3 separate regions of the Sus scrofa genome follow, and all the other regions are linked to region 3. The links are chromatin contacts, called in public Hi-C maps. All regions are on one chromosome and are shown on one strand. The core of a region is the stretch at or near the end of the contact, and the rest is flanking DNA. Distances in the headings are between cores, read along the strand shown. Region 1 holds the start of RBPJL (recombining binding protein suppressor of hairless-like protein). Region 2 holds the start of PIGT (GPI transamidase component PIG-T). Region 3 holds the start of DBNDD2 (dysbindin (dystrobrevin binding protein 1) domain containing 2).

Region 1 (3,461 bases), core at 895-3,394, 55 kb before region 3:
ATCTTGATTAAGCTCCCCCTTAACCTGCTCTTGGCCTGAGCCAATATCTCTCCTTGGCACCCCACCTCCACCCAATCCTAGAAAGTCAAAAGAGCGCTTGCCCTTGACGTGTTCTCTTTGTGGCCCAGTGAGCTAGGGACCCAGCTAGTATCCATGAAGATGCGGCTTGGACCCCTGGCCTTCTCAGTGGATTAAGGAACCCCCAATACAGTGAGCTGTGGTGTAGGCAGCCGACGCAGCTTGGATCCCTCATGGCTGTGACTGTGGCTGTGGCTGGCAGTTGCAGCTCCGATTCAACCCCTAGCCTGGGAACTTCCATATGGTGCAAGTGGGGCCCTCGAAAGCAAAGAAAAAAAAAAATAGCGCTTGCCTCAAAGTTCATCACCTTTCCCACCCCTTATTCTACAGAGGAGGGAACCAGGTCCAGGGAGAGTAAAGTTTTGCCCAGGTCACACCACAACGTGGCAAGTGACAGGGCTGCCACTAGAACCCGGAGCTCCTCTGAGGGGGTTAATCCTGGAGTCAAGAAGAAAGATTCAGGAAATGCACTTAGGGTGGGGAAAGTGGACTGTCGAGAGAGGAGAGGTCTGTGAAGGTCCTCAAGACTTGGCTGAAGAATAAATACCTCGAGGACTTTACTGGGGCTGGGAGCGGGAGGGGGTGCTGGCAGGGGTCCTTGGAGGGAGAAGATTAGGGGAAAAGCCCCCCTCCCCATTTTGGAGGCCCTGCAGGCGCGGGGCTCAATTTGAAAAGGACCCTACAGAGCTGGCGAAGGGCACTGCAGGTCAGACGGGGGCACGCGGTCACAAACCATCGCCAGGTCTGGCTTGATGCCTGCTCCCCGCAGACCCTTCAGGGCCCCCAGGCCCTTTGACTCACCTGAGCCTGCCGGACAGCTCCGAGGCGCGGCCGCAGAGCGGAGCCGACGGGCGGAGCCTCCGGGGCAGTTGGACCAGGTAACGGCGCGGGCGGCTTGCCGGAGGTGGGGACCGCCAGGCAGCTGGAGCGAGCGGAGGCGGCGGCCGCATTTAACCCGGGGGCTGGCGGGTGGGGAGAAGGAGCGCGGCCCGCGACCCCTCCCACTGGCAGGGAGCGATCCCCCTTCCTCCGGGGGCTGGGGCGGGGCCAGCGCGGCGCCCCCCGCTCCCGCTACCCCTGGAGCCGCAGAAGCGAACTGCGGGGCGGGAATTGGGCTACAGCGGGAGGCTGGGCGGCTGCGCTCTGCGCTGCCGGAATGCGTTGGAAGCCTCCGAGGCATTACCCTGGGGAGAGCCCCAAGGGGCGGAGCGGGGCCTGGCTCAGCCGGCTGCCTGGCCCCGCTTCCGAGGGCGCGGTCCCGCTCTAGCCTCCCCCACCCCCTTCGCCCCCACCAGGGGTGGGGGGAGGTCGGGGACTCTGGTCCTGCGAAGAGGGTAAAGAGTTCAGAAGGGCAGCTTCAGGGTTTGTGGCTCTGCCCAGGCCCTTCCTGGTGGTCCCTCAAATTCTGCCATCACGAACGCTGTTCCACGTTCTCGGCAATTACTTAGGTCTTAGGCCCACCCACCCTCACCCATCAAAACTCCCAGGTCGAGAAGCCACTAGACCTAGAGGCTCTGACTGGCCCATGGCCCACTCCACGGGGCCGATGGAGGCCCTGTAATCTGGGGAAAGGAAGCTAGGACAGCAATAGGCCCCCTCTTGGGAGAAAGGATTTAGGAGTGTTGCTTTAACCCAGAAAAGACTCCAATATTCCCCCAGGATCCCGGGGACACGGTTGGGGGCCCACCCACGTTTTCAGGCATCTGCGGGCAGCCAAGAAAGCACTCTGGTCCAGGGGTCCAGCAAAAGCTCTTCCCCACCCCCATCAAGACTGCGCTGGGGTGGGTCTCCTCAGGGTGCAGGCAAGCCATGCGCCCTCAGAAACTCTTTCTTCATCCCAAGCCCGGCACAAGCAGGGCCTTTGTGCCACCGGGGCCTCTCCCCAAAGCTCCAGGCGGCAGTGGGCGCCAAGCCAGACCTGCGGAGTGGCGCCTGGGTGGTCCCGGTGGGCTCCATGCAGGCTTCCCTGAGCACCACGCAACCCAAATATTTAGCCCACAGCTTGCGCCCAAGTCCCCTCCCTTGCCCAATGCTTATTCTCTTTGACCCCGAGGGGGTAGAACTAAAACGGTGCCTTCCTCCGATCCATTTCATTCAACCTTACCCCCTTCCGGCTCTCTGTCGCCTGGCGCCTCGATGTTCCCTGCTGCTGGCGCCTGCCCGCCCCCACTCCCAGGTCATCCCCAGAGCCCGCCGCCCTCCTGCGGGAAGGCGTGCGCTGGTGCCTGCAGCAGCAGTGCGAACAGACGGTGCGGATCCTGCACGCCAAGGTGGCCCAGAAGTCCTACGGAAATGAGAAGCGGTAGGTCCCTCAGTGGCCCCTCCAAAGTCCCTGCGACCCGACCTTCATCCCTATGGGCCCCTCCGTGTTTGGCGTCTTAGAACCTGGAGAGGACTCAGGGCTCAGCCGTTGGCCAATCAGGGGTCTTTTCCTTCAGCCGCCATTGGCTCTGATGTCGGTTCGTAGCAGAACCTCCCTGTGAATTTCCAATTCATTCACTCATTCACCCATTCACTCATTCTTTCTTTCCACAGCTATCTACTGAGTGCCCCTCATGTGCCAGGCTCTCTGGCACTGCTGAGCATCAGGCATACAGCTGAATGAGACAGATACAGTCCCTGCCCTCGTGACATCTTCACTCTAGTGTGAAAGAGACAGGCAAATAAAGTCTTCACAAATCAGTGAACGAGACGCTTCCAGATTGCGATGAAAGCTAAAAGGGAAGCAGAACAGAGGGATGCGATAGAAACTGAGGAGCAGGGGTACTTTAGCTGGCAAGGACAAGGTGGTAAGCCTTTTAAAGAGGTGACTTCTGAATTGAGACTTGAAGGGGAAAATGGAGCCAGACATGAGAAAATCTAGGGGAAATGGGAGTTTCCATCGTGGCACAGTGGTTAACGAATCCGACTAGGAACCATGAGGTTTGCGGGTTCCATCCCTGGCATTGCTCAGTGGGTTAAGGATCCGGCATTGCCCTGAACTGTGGTGTAGGCTGCAGATGTGGCTCAGATGCCACGTTGCTGTGGCTCTGGCGTAGGCCTGCGGCTACAGCTCTGATTCGACCCCTAGCCTGGGAACCTCCATGTGCCGAGGTAAATATAAATATAAGCTTAAAAAAAAGAAAGACAATCTAGGGGAAATGTATTCCACTTAGAAGGGACAGGAAATGCGATGATCTTCACACTTCACACTTGGCCTGTACAAGCTATAAAAGAAGTCAAAGTTGCTGGAATTAGAGACAGAGGGGGGACCTTTAGGAAATAAAATTGGAGAGGTAAGCAGGGGCCAGATCATGTGAGGGCTTTGAGTTTAAACCTGGTGGCCTAGCCATTGAGGACCCTGCATTGTCACTGCTGCAGCGTGGGTTCGATCCCTGGCTCAG
Region 2 (3,885 bases), core at 802-3,301, 49 kb after region 3:
ACACTGCATACACACCCACTGACAAAAACGCAAAACTGGGGAGTTCCCTCGGTGGTGCAGTGGTTGACAAATCCGACTAGGAACCATGAGGTTGCGGGTTTGATCCCTGGCCTTGCTTAGTGGGTTGGGGATCCGGCGTTGCCGTGAGCTGTGGTGTAGGTCATAGACTTGGCTCGGATCCCGCGTTGCTGCGGCTCTGGCATAGGCCGGTGGCTACGGCTCCGATTAGACCCCTAGCCTGGGAACCTCCATATGCCGCGGGAGCGGCCCTAGAAAAAAGGCAAAAAGACAAAAAAAACCCAAAAACTCAAAACTCTCCCAAATTAAAAGCAACTGTGGCTCATCAATAACAAACCTGACTAGTATCCATGAGGACACAGGTTCAATCCCTGGCCTTGCTCAGTGGGTTAAGGATCTGGCATTGCCATGAGCTGCAGTGTAGGTTGAAGACATGGCTTGGATCTGGTGTTGCTGTGGTTGTGGTGTAGGGCTGCAGCTACAGATCTGATTTGACCCCTAGCCGGGGAACTTCCATTTGCTGCTGGTGCAGCTCTAAAAAGACAAACAAAACAAAACAAATGTTGATCAGGATGTGGAACTATGGGAACATTGTTGGTACAACTACGAAATGATGCATTTTGGAGAAAGATCTAGAAGTTTCTTATAAAATTAAACATATATCCTCTCTTTGTCCACTCCTAACTATGTACCCAAAGGAAATGATAAGCATATGTCTGCAAAGTAACTTACATAGCAGCCTACCTCATAAGAACAGAAAACTTGAAAGGGCTCAGGTGTACCCAGACAGGAGAGCAGGTAAATGACAGTATATTCAGAAAGTAATACTACACAGCAATGAAAAGAAACAAACCACTCATACATGCAAGAAGATGAACGACTCACCAAAACATTCTTCCCCTGAAGCAAGCCTTTTACAAAAAAGTATACATAACAAATGATGATTTCATTTATATGAAGCTCTAGAACAGATTAATCCATTTTGTGGAGAAGAGTCAGAACAGTGGTTGCCTCTGGAAGGTGGCGTGCCCAGGGATTGACTGGCAAGGAACATTAGCCAAATTTCAGGGGGTTTACAGACACATAACAGCAGTTACACATGTATATCTATTTGTTGGACTCAGTGAATGTGCACTCCAGAGTTGTGCATTCATGTTTGTAAGTTTTACATCAAAAGAAAAATGTAAGCAAGTATTGAACTCTAGTTAATGGTATGGATGCTGAACTATATAAGGGCAAGTGTCCTTATGTCTGAAATTTCTTTGAAATGCATCAAAACTTAAGATGAATTGAGGAAGTTATAGACTGTGATAAAGCAAGCATAGTAACATGTTAATTGTGGAATCTGGGTGATGAGTAAACAGGTGTTAAGCCTTTCAACTTTGTTGTATGTTTGAAATTTTTCATAATAAAAGGGTGAATTATTTCAGAGTTTTGTGCAAAAGTTCTGCACCAGAAGAGCTGGCTAGGCCCAGCAAATAGAGACAAGAAATTAAGGGAGGCAGGAGCCTGGCCGTACGACCTCGCAAAAGTAATCATTTTCATCAGTTTCTTTATTCTTTTCTTTCTTTCTTTCTTTTTTTTTTTGTCTTTTTAGGGCCGCACCAACGGCATATGGAGGTTCCCAGGCTAGGGGTACAATGGGAGCTGTAGCCACTGGCCTACAGCCACAGCAAGGCGGGATGCGAGCCGCGTCTGCGACCTACACCACAACTCACGGCAAGGTCAGTTCCTTAACCCACTGAGCGAGGCCAGGGATCGAACCCAGTCTGTTTCTTCAACTATAGCGGAGGGACAATGGCTGCAGCGACGCTCGATATTATTAAGCACTTTCTCGCGGGGAAGGGGGTCCTCAGTCCAGGCCCGAGCCACCTCACGTGCCCACCACCCATCGTGCCGGCTCAGCATCCTTTTACCCGCACCAGTCCTGAAGGGGCTCATCTAGGCCGTTTGCTCTGGTAGCCGGACCCCCGCTTTCAGGATGGCACCGGAAGTCACTTCTCCTACGCTCTTCCTATTGGAGGCCGGCCATCCAAGGGGGCGGGACTACTGGGAGGCGGAAGCAGCCGCAGGCATGGCGGCGGCGGTGCCGCTTTTTCTGTCGGTGCTGCTGCTCCTGGGGCCTGGCAGCTGGAGCCAGGCAGAATCCCCACGCGATAGCCTGCGGGAGGAGCTTGTCATCACCCCGCTGCCTTCTGGGGACGTAGCCGCCACATTCCAGTTCCGCACGCGCTGGGATTTGGATCTGCAGCGGGAAGAAGGTGAGGAGGCTGATGGGAGAAAGGTACTGTGACACCTGCTGGGAGTGGGGCGGAGGCTAGCCTAGGGGCGGGGACTGATTCCTGGATGAGATTCTGGCCCCTGGTCGTGGGGCCGGACAAACAGGGTCCTCGCGGAAGGATAGAATAGTTGTTGAACAATCCCATCGTACCGATGAAGAAATTGAGGCCTGGAGAGGGGGAGTGACTCCTCCTGAGTTCTAGTCCAGTGCTCTTTCCGCAGCTCCAGGCTGCCACTCTAAACCTTTAGTTAGAACCCTCTGTTGCAACACTGATGATGGTACAATTTGAGGTGACCATTTATCCTGGGTGCTCGGCGCAGTGCTAAGTTCTGTGAACGGTTATGAAAAAGAGATTGGAGGCATAGAGAGGTAAAGGCACCTTTCCAAGATGACATTGCTAGTAGGTGACTGAATCTGGTCTGGAGTTTAGATTCCTCTGAACCCAGAGCTGGGGTGTATTGTTTCTCTGGAGTGTCTGAGAACCCTCCCTCCAGGATCATCATCACTCACCTGCTCCCTTTTCTCCAGTGTCTCATTATAGGCTCTTCCCCAAAGCCCTGGGGCAGTTGATCTCCAAGTATTCTCTGCGGGAGCTGCACCTGTCATTAACCCAAGGCTTCTGGAGGACTCGATATTGGGGGACACCCTTCATTCAGGCCCCGTCAGGTGCAGAGCTCTGGGTCTGGTTCCAAGACACTGTCACTGAGTGAGTGCTCACCTTGAGGCCTGCGGCAGGCCTTGGTGGGAATGTGGCTGGGCAGGTGTTGTCATCCTACCACTGCCCTTGGCAGCAATTCCATGGGGGTAAATCTGGCGTTGGATGCAAGAAATATTCTGACTTGGGGGCATTCTTGCCTAGGCTGAATATACCTTTTTCCCCAGTACTTCCAGACCCAAGGTAGCATGTGCATATATCTATAGAGGCAATAGAAAGCTCTGGCAGATTCGGTACCCCCCCCCTCTTTTTTTGATCCTTTTTTTAGGGCCGCATCATGGCATATGGAAGTTCTCAGGCTAGGGGTCAAATCGGAGCTGCAGCTGCCCGCCGATGCCAGAGCCACAGCAATGCCAGATCTGAGTTGCATCTGTGACCTACACTGCAGCTCATGGCAACACTGGATCTTTAACCCACTGAGCGAGGCCAGGAATAGAACCTGCATCCTCATGGATACTAGTTATGTTCCTTACGGCTGAGCCACAATGGGAACTTCCTCCATGGATAACCAAAAGACATTCATTCACATAATAATAATAATAATAATAATAATAATAATAATAGGAGTTCCCGTCGTGGCGCAGCAGAAACGAATCCGACTAGGAACCATGAGGTTGGGGGTTCGATCGCTGGCTTCACTCAGTGGGTTAAGGATCCAGCATTGCCATGAGTTGTGGTGTAGGTCGCAGACGTGGCTCGAATCTGGCGTTGCTATGGCTCTGGCATAGGCCAACAGCAACAGCTCCAATTAGACCCCTAGCGTGGGAACCTCCATATGCCGTGGGTTTGGCCCTAAAAAGACAAAAGACCAAAAAAAAAATAATAATAATAATAATAAAATGTCGTGAGGACTAAACAAAATATGTGTGAA
Region 3 (3,940 bases), core at 850-3,349:
ACCTAAGCCACAGCAATAATGATACCAGATCCTTAACTCACTGAGCCACCAGGGAGCTCCTCCTCACCTTTAAAGTAGGGAATATCAGAGTTCCCGTCGTGGCGCAGTAGTTAACAAATCCAACTAGGAACCACGAGGTTGTGGATTCAATCCCCGCCCTTGCTCAGTGGGTTAAGGATCCGGCATTGCCGTGAGCTGTGGTGTAGGTCGCAGGCACGGCTTGGTTCCCGCTTTGCTGTGGCTCTGGCGTAAGCCAGTGGCTATAGCTCCGATTAGACCCCTAGCCTGGGAACCTCCATGTGCGTCAGGAGCGGCCCTAGAAAAGGCAAAAAGATAAAAAGACAAAAAAAAAAAAAAAAAAAAAAAAAAAAAAGTAGGGAATATCTACCTTCCCGGATTGTGAGAAATAAATAAGATCATGTAGATACTTAACAAACATGATATTTTCGCAGAAACATTAAATCATCTGAGTCATCCATGAACCAGAGAGATTTGCTGAGCTCAACTGAGGGGCCTAAAAGAACAGTTGAGCTGGAAAGCACCTCATGTCTTTGGGCTTTAATGACTTGCAAACTGGAGTCCAAGGGAACTGTTTACAACATTTCCAAATAATAAGCGAAATCACATCCTCTTTTTTTTTTTTTTTTAAGGGCCGCACCTGCGGCATATGGAAGTTCCCAGGCTGGGAGTCAAACTGGACCTGTAGCTGCTGGCCTACACCACAGCCACAGCAACGCCAGATCAGAGCCATGTCTGTGACCTACGCCTCAGCTTGTGGCAATGCCCCTGGCTCCTTAACCCATTCAGCAAGGCCAAGGACCAAGCTTGTGTCCTCATGGCTAGTAGTCGGATTTGTCACTGCTGAGCCATGATGGGAATCCTGACTTACTCTTGATAGAGTATCAAGGTTCTTTACTTTTGTCTGAAATTGTATCAGCTCAAGGTGCTATCATGCTTATCACATGCTGTTCAGAAATTCTGATGTGCAAGTGACATGGGTCTTTGATAAAGTTGTTTTAACTGGGAAGTAATTAAAGGAGAGTAGATTAAATGATGTAAAACATTAATCTTGTCTAACTTTACGTTTCAGAAACAGGGAAGCTGAGGTTTAAAGAAGGAAGTGTACTAGTCACACAACTAGTACAGCAGGCTCTAAAACCTGGATTTTTTTTTTTCCTGGAACCAGTTACTTCCCTTCTTTCCATTCCGGAAAAGGAAAACCTAGGATCAATGAAATTGAGGGGTTTTGGTCCGCTGAGGCAGGAATGAAATGATTCATCAATTTGCTGTTGCCCTTTCTCTATTCTTGACTCATTCAGCAAATATTTACTGACTGTCCACACTATTTAGACTCAGAAGAGAAGTCATGGTGAGCAAGACATGCTCACAGTCAGGGTGGCAGGCAGAATGTGGATATGCTTCTAGGTATGAATTCAGAACCTCTGCTTCCTCCCCCTTAATAAATACATATGGATATATAAATATAAATGGATACATTATAAAACACCCAGTACTTTGCCTTCTAACACAGTGAGTTTGTCTGAGAGCAGAGCTGTTTCATTTGAAAGTGTCCAAATCTTCCTAACCACTCTATAGGCCCGAAATCAATGCTGTGGTGTTGGGCACAGCTGAATTCTAATTTTGATTGCCACTGTCTTTGAGACAGTATGTTGCTTTCCTTCTCTGACCCTTAGTTTTATCTAAGGAAACAGGGGCGAAATCATGTGTGGAATTGCTGGCAGGTTCATTTTAAGTCACCCCGGACTTTAGGCGAAAGAAAACGCTGGGAATCTAGGTTGAAAACAGAGTCGACGTAATCAATCCCTTAATTCCCAGACTTTCCCTCGCCCACGGCCACCCCTCTATCTTCCACCCCAGCTACCCTACTTTCCCCAAGATCCCCCTCTAGAGGGCACGCAAGCTCCACCGCGCTCACGCCTCACTTCCGTTCGCCTTCATTCTTTATTGTGCGCATGTGCATACTTCGGTTCGGGGCCGCCCTAAAACCCGCCCCCACCCCTGCTTTAGGGGGCTCCGCCGAAGACTGCACCCCTACGCCTGCGCAATCTCAGCCCCGCCCCCTACGCTGTTCCCGGAAACGCTTCCTTCCTACGTATCCGCTGCTGCCTCGGCCGCCGCTGGAGCTTTGCCTCTCTAGGCCTGTAGGGACTCTTCTCCATGGTTCTGCCTGTCAGCACTGCTTCGGGGGCCAGCCGGTGAGACTGGGCCGCACTCGGACGCTTTGATTCTCGAGTCCGACACTGGTGAGTGAACTTCAGAGAAGCTCGAGGACGGGCGGGGCTCGAGCAGCCGTAACGGGCAGGACTTCCCCTCAGTTCGGTAATGGGTCTGTCCGTCCTGCCCTCCCCCCCATTCCGGGAATGGGCTCGCCCCCTCCGTCCCAGCCCCTCCTCCTGGGCGGGGCGATGTTGCCATGGTGACGGCCGGCTGGCTGAGGCCCGGCGTGTGTGTGTCCTCGCAGGTGCCGGGGCTGCCCGGGGCCCATGGCGCGGCGGCGGCGGCGCTGACCCAGGCCCGGGCGGCAGCAGTGCCCCGCGAGCCGGCATGGCGGGCCAGTTCCGCAGCTACGTGTGGGACCCGTTGCTGATCCTGTCACAGATCGTCCTCATGCAGACTGTCTATTACGGCTCGCTAGGCCTGTGGCTGGCGCTGGTGGACGGGCTGGTGCGCAGCAGCCCCTCGCTGGACCAGATGTTCGACGCCGAGGTAGGGTCCCTGGGCCGACGCGGGCGGGGTCTCGGCTTCACGAGGTGGTCTGTCACTAATGGCTGTAGACCTCACTGGGCTACCTTCTCACTTTGTGGCTCTGGGAAAGGGATATCACTTTCCGAACCTCGGCTGCCCCATCCGTAAAATGGAATGACTCATAACGGGAAGGCAGACTGGTACAAAGGAAAGGCCCTGGGTGTTAGAATAAACAGACCTGCGTTCCAGGCAGTCTGATACATCTCCTTGCTGACACTGAGAAAGTGACTTCACTTCTCTGAGCCCTAGATTTCCAGGTATCAAACTGGGGAGGGAGGAATGGATAAAAGATCATTCACGGAGGTAGAGTGGGAACTACCTGGGCTTTGGAGTCAGGACTCTGTTTAACTCCCATGTATTAGCCATGTGACCTTGGGAAAGTATCCTCACCTCTCTGAACTTCAGTTTTCCTGTCTGCAAAATCATAAAATCAGTATCAGAAAGGTGGCAGACTGCAGAGAGCCTGTACTTTGGATTCAGAAAAGCTTAGGGTCCAGTCTAGACCCCAGCATTCTAACTGTGGGACTTGGGCAAGTTATTTCACCTTTCTAAACTTATTTCCTCTTTGGACTACAGTAATCCTCAACAAAATGTTTTGAGGCCCAGAGGGTGCTTTAGGGAGTTCCCGTTGTGGGTTACGAACCCAGCTAGTATCTACGAGGATGCAGGTTTGATCCCTGGCCTTGCTCAGTGGACTAAGGATCCGGCATTGCCGTGAGCTGTGGTGTAGGTTACAGATGTGGCTGGGATCCTGTGTTGCTGTTGCTGTAGCTGTGGTGCAGGCCGGCAGCTGCAGCTCCCATTCTACCCCTAGCCTGGGAATTTCCATATGCTGCAAGTGCAGCACTAAAAACCAAAAAGAAAAAAAAGTGGTTTATAAAATATAAGCTGAAATAAAAATCATTAAAATTTTTTTAAAAAAAGAAAAAAAAACAACTATAATTAAAAAATAAAAATCATTAAAATAAATAAATAACATGTAAGCTGAAGGGTGTTTGCTTCTGAGAGGCAGCTGTGGTATATGGTAATAAGCACAGTTCTTGGAACCAGGACTTTCTTCCCGATGCCTATTCTCTGTGTGGCCCTTGTGCAAGTTATTATGCAAAAGGGAGATAAGGGCATTCCCGTCATGGCTCAGTGGTTAATGAATCCAACTAGGAACCATGAGGTTGCG

What was found. Hi-C and Micro-C count contacts between places; a contact is called where the count stands out from the background.
Region 1: a contact with region 3 is called in a Hi-C map of epiblast stem cells, with 2.0 times the contacts expected there. The contact joins the promoter of RBPJL here to the promoter of DBNDD2 in region 3. A contact is called at or near these places in 2 of 5 promoter capture datasets (fetal liver and liver), 16 of 47 Hi-C or Micro-C datasets (alveolar macrophages, embryonic fibroblasts, epiblast stem cells and 9 more) and 2 of 2 datasets of contacts at active chromatin or transcription factors (alveolar macrophages and skeletal muscle).
Region 2: a Hi-C map of epiblast stem cells shows a contact between it and region 3, with 2.3 times the contacts expected there. The contact joins the promoter of PIGT here to the promoter of DBNDD2 in region 3. A contact is called at or near these places in 2 of 5 promoter capture datasets (liver and skeletal muscle), 14 of 47 Hi-C or Micro-C datasets (alveolar macrophages, blood, embryonic fibroblasts and 9 more) and 2 of 2 datasets of contacts at active chromatin or transcription factors (alveolar macrophages and skeletal muscle).

The regions. Positions count from the first base shown.
Region 1 is chr17:47,629,288-47,632,748 of Sscrofa11.1, forward strand. RBPJL (recombining binding protein suppressor of hairless-like protein) reads left to right here and starts at 2,145. Exons shown (of 10, transcript XM_021077696.1): 1 at 2,145-2,380. The coding sequence starts at 2,145. MATN4 (matrilin-4) reads right to left here and starts at 1,908. Exons shown (of 11, transcript XM_021077596.1): 1 at 880-1,908. The coding sequence starts at 1,258.
Region 2 is chr17:47,733,288-47,737,172 of Sscrofa11.1, forward strand. It overlaps PIGT (GPI transamidase component PIG-T), which reads left to right and starts at 2,052. Exons shown (of 12, transcript XM_003360013.5): 1 at 2,052-2,279; 2 at 2,828-3,005. The coding sequence starts at 2,093.
Region 3 is chr17:47,684,121-47,688,060 of Sscrofa11.1, forward strand. It overlaps DBNDD2 (dysbindin (dystrobrevin binding protein 1) domain containing 2), which reads left to right and starts at 2,100. Exons shown (of 6, transcript NM_001243672.1): 1 at 2,100-2,264; 2 at 2,483-2,727. SYS1 (protein SYS1 homolog) reads left to right here and starts at 2,064. Exons shown (of 4, transcript XM_005672967.3): 1 at 2,064-2,264; 2 at 2,483-2,727. The coding sequence starts at 2,566.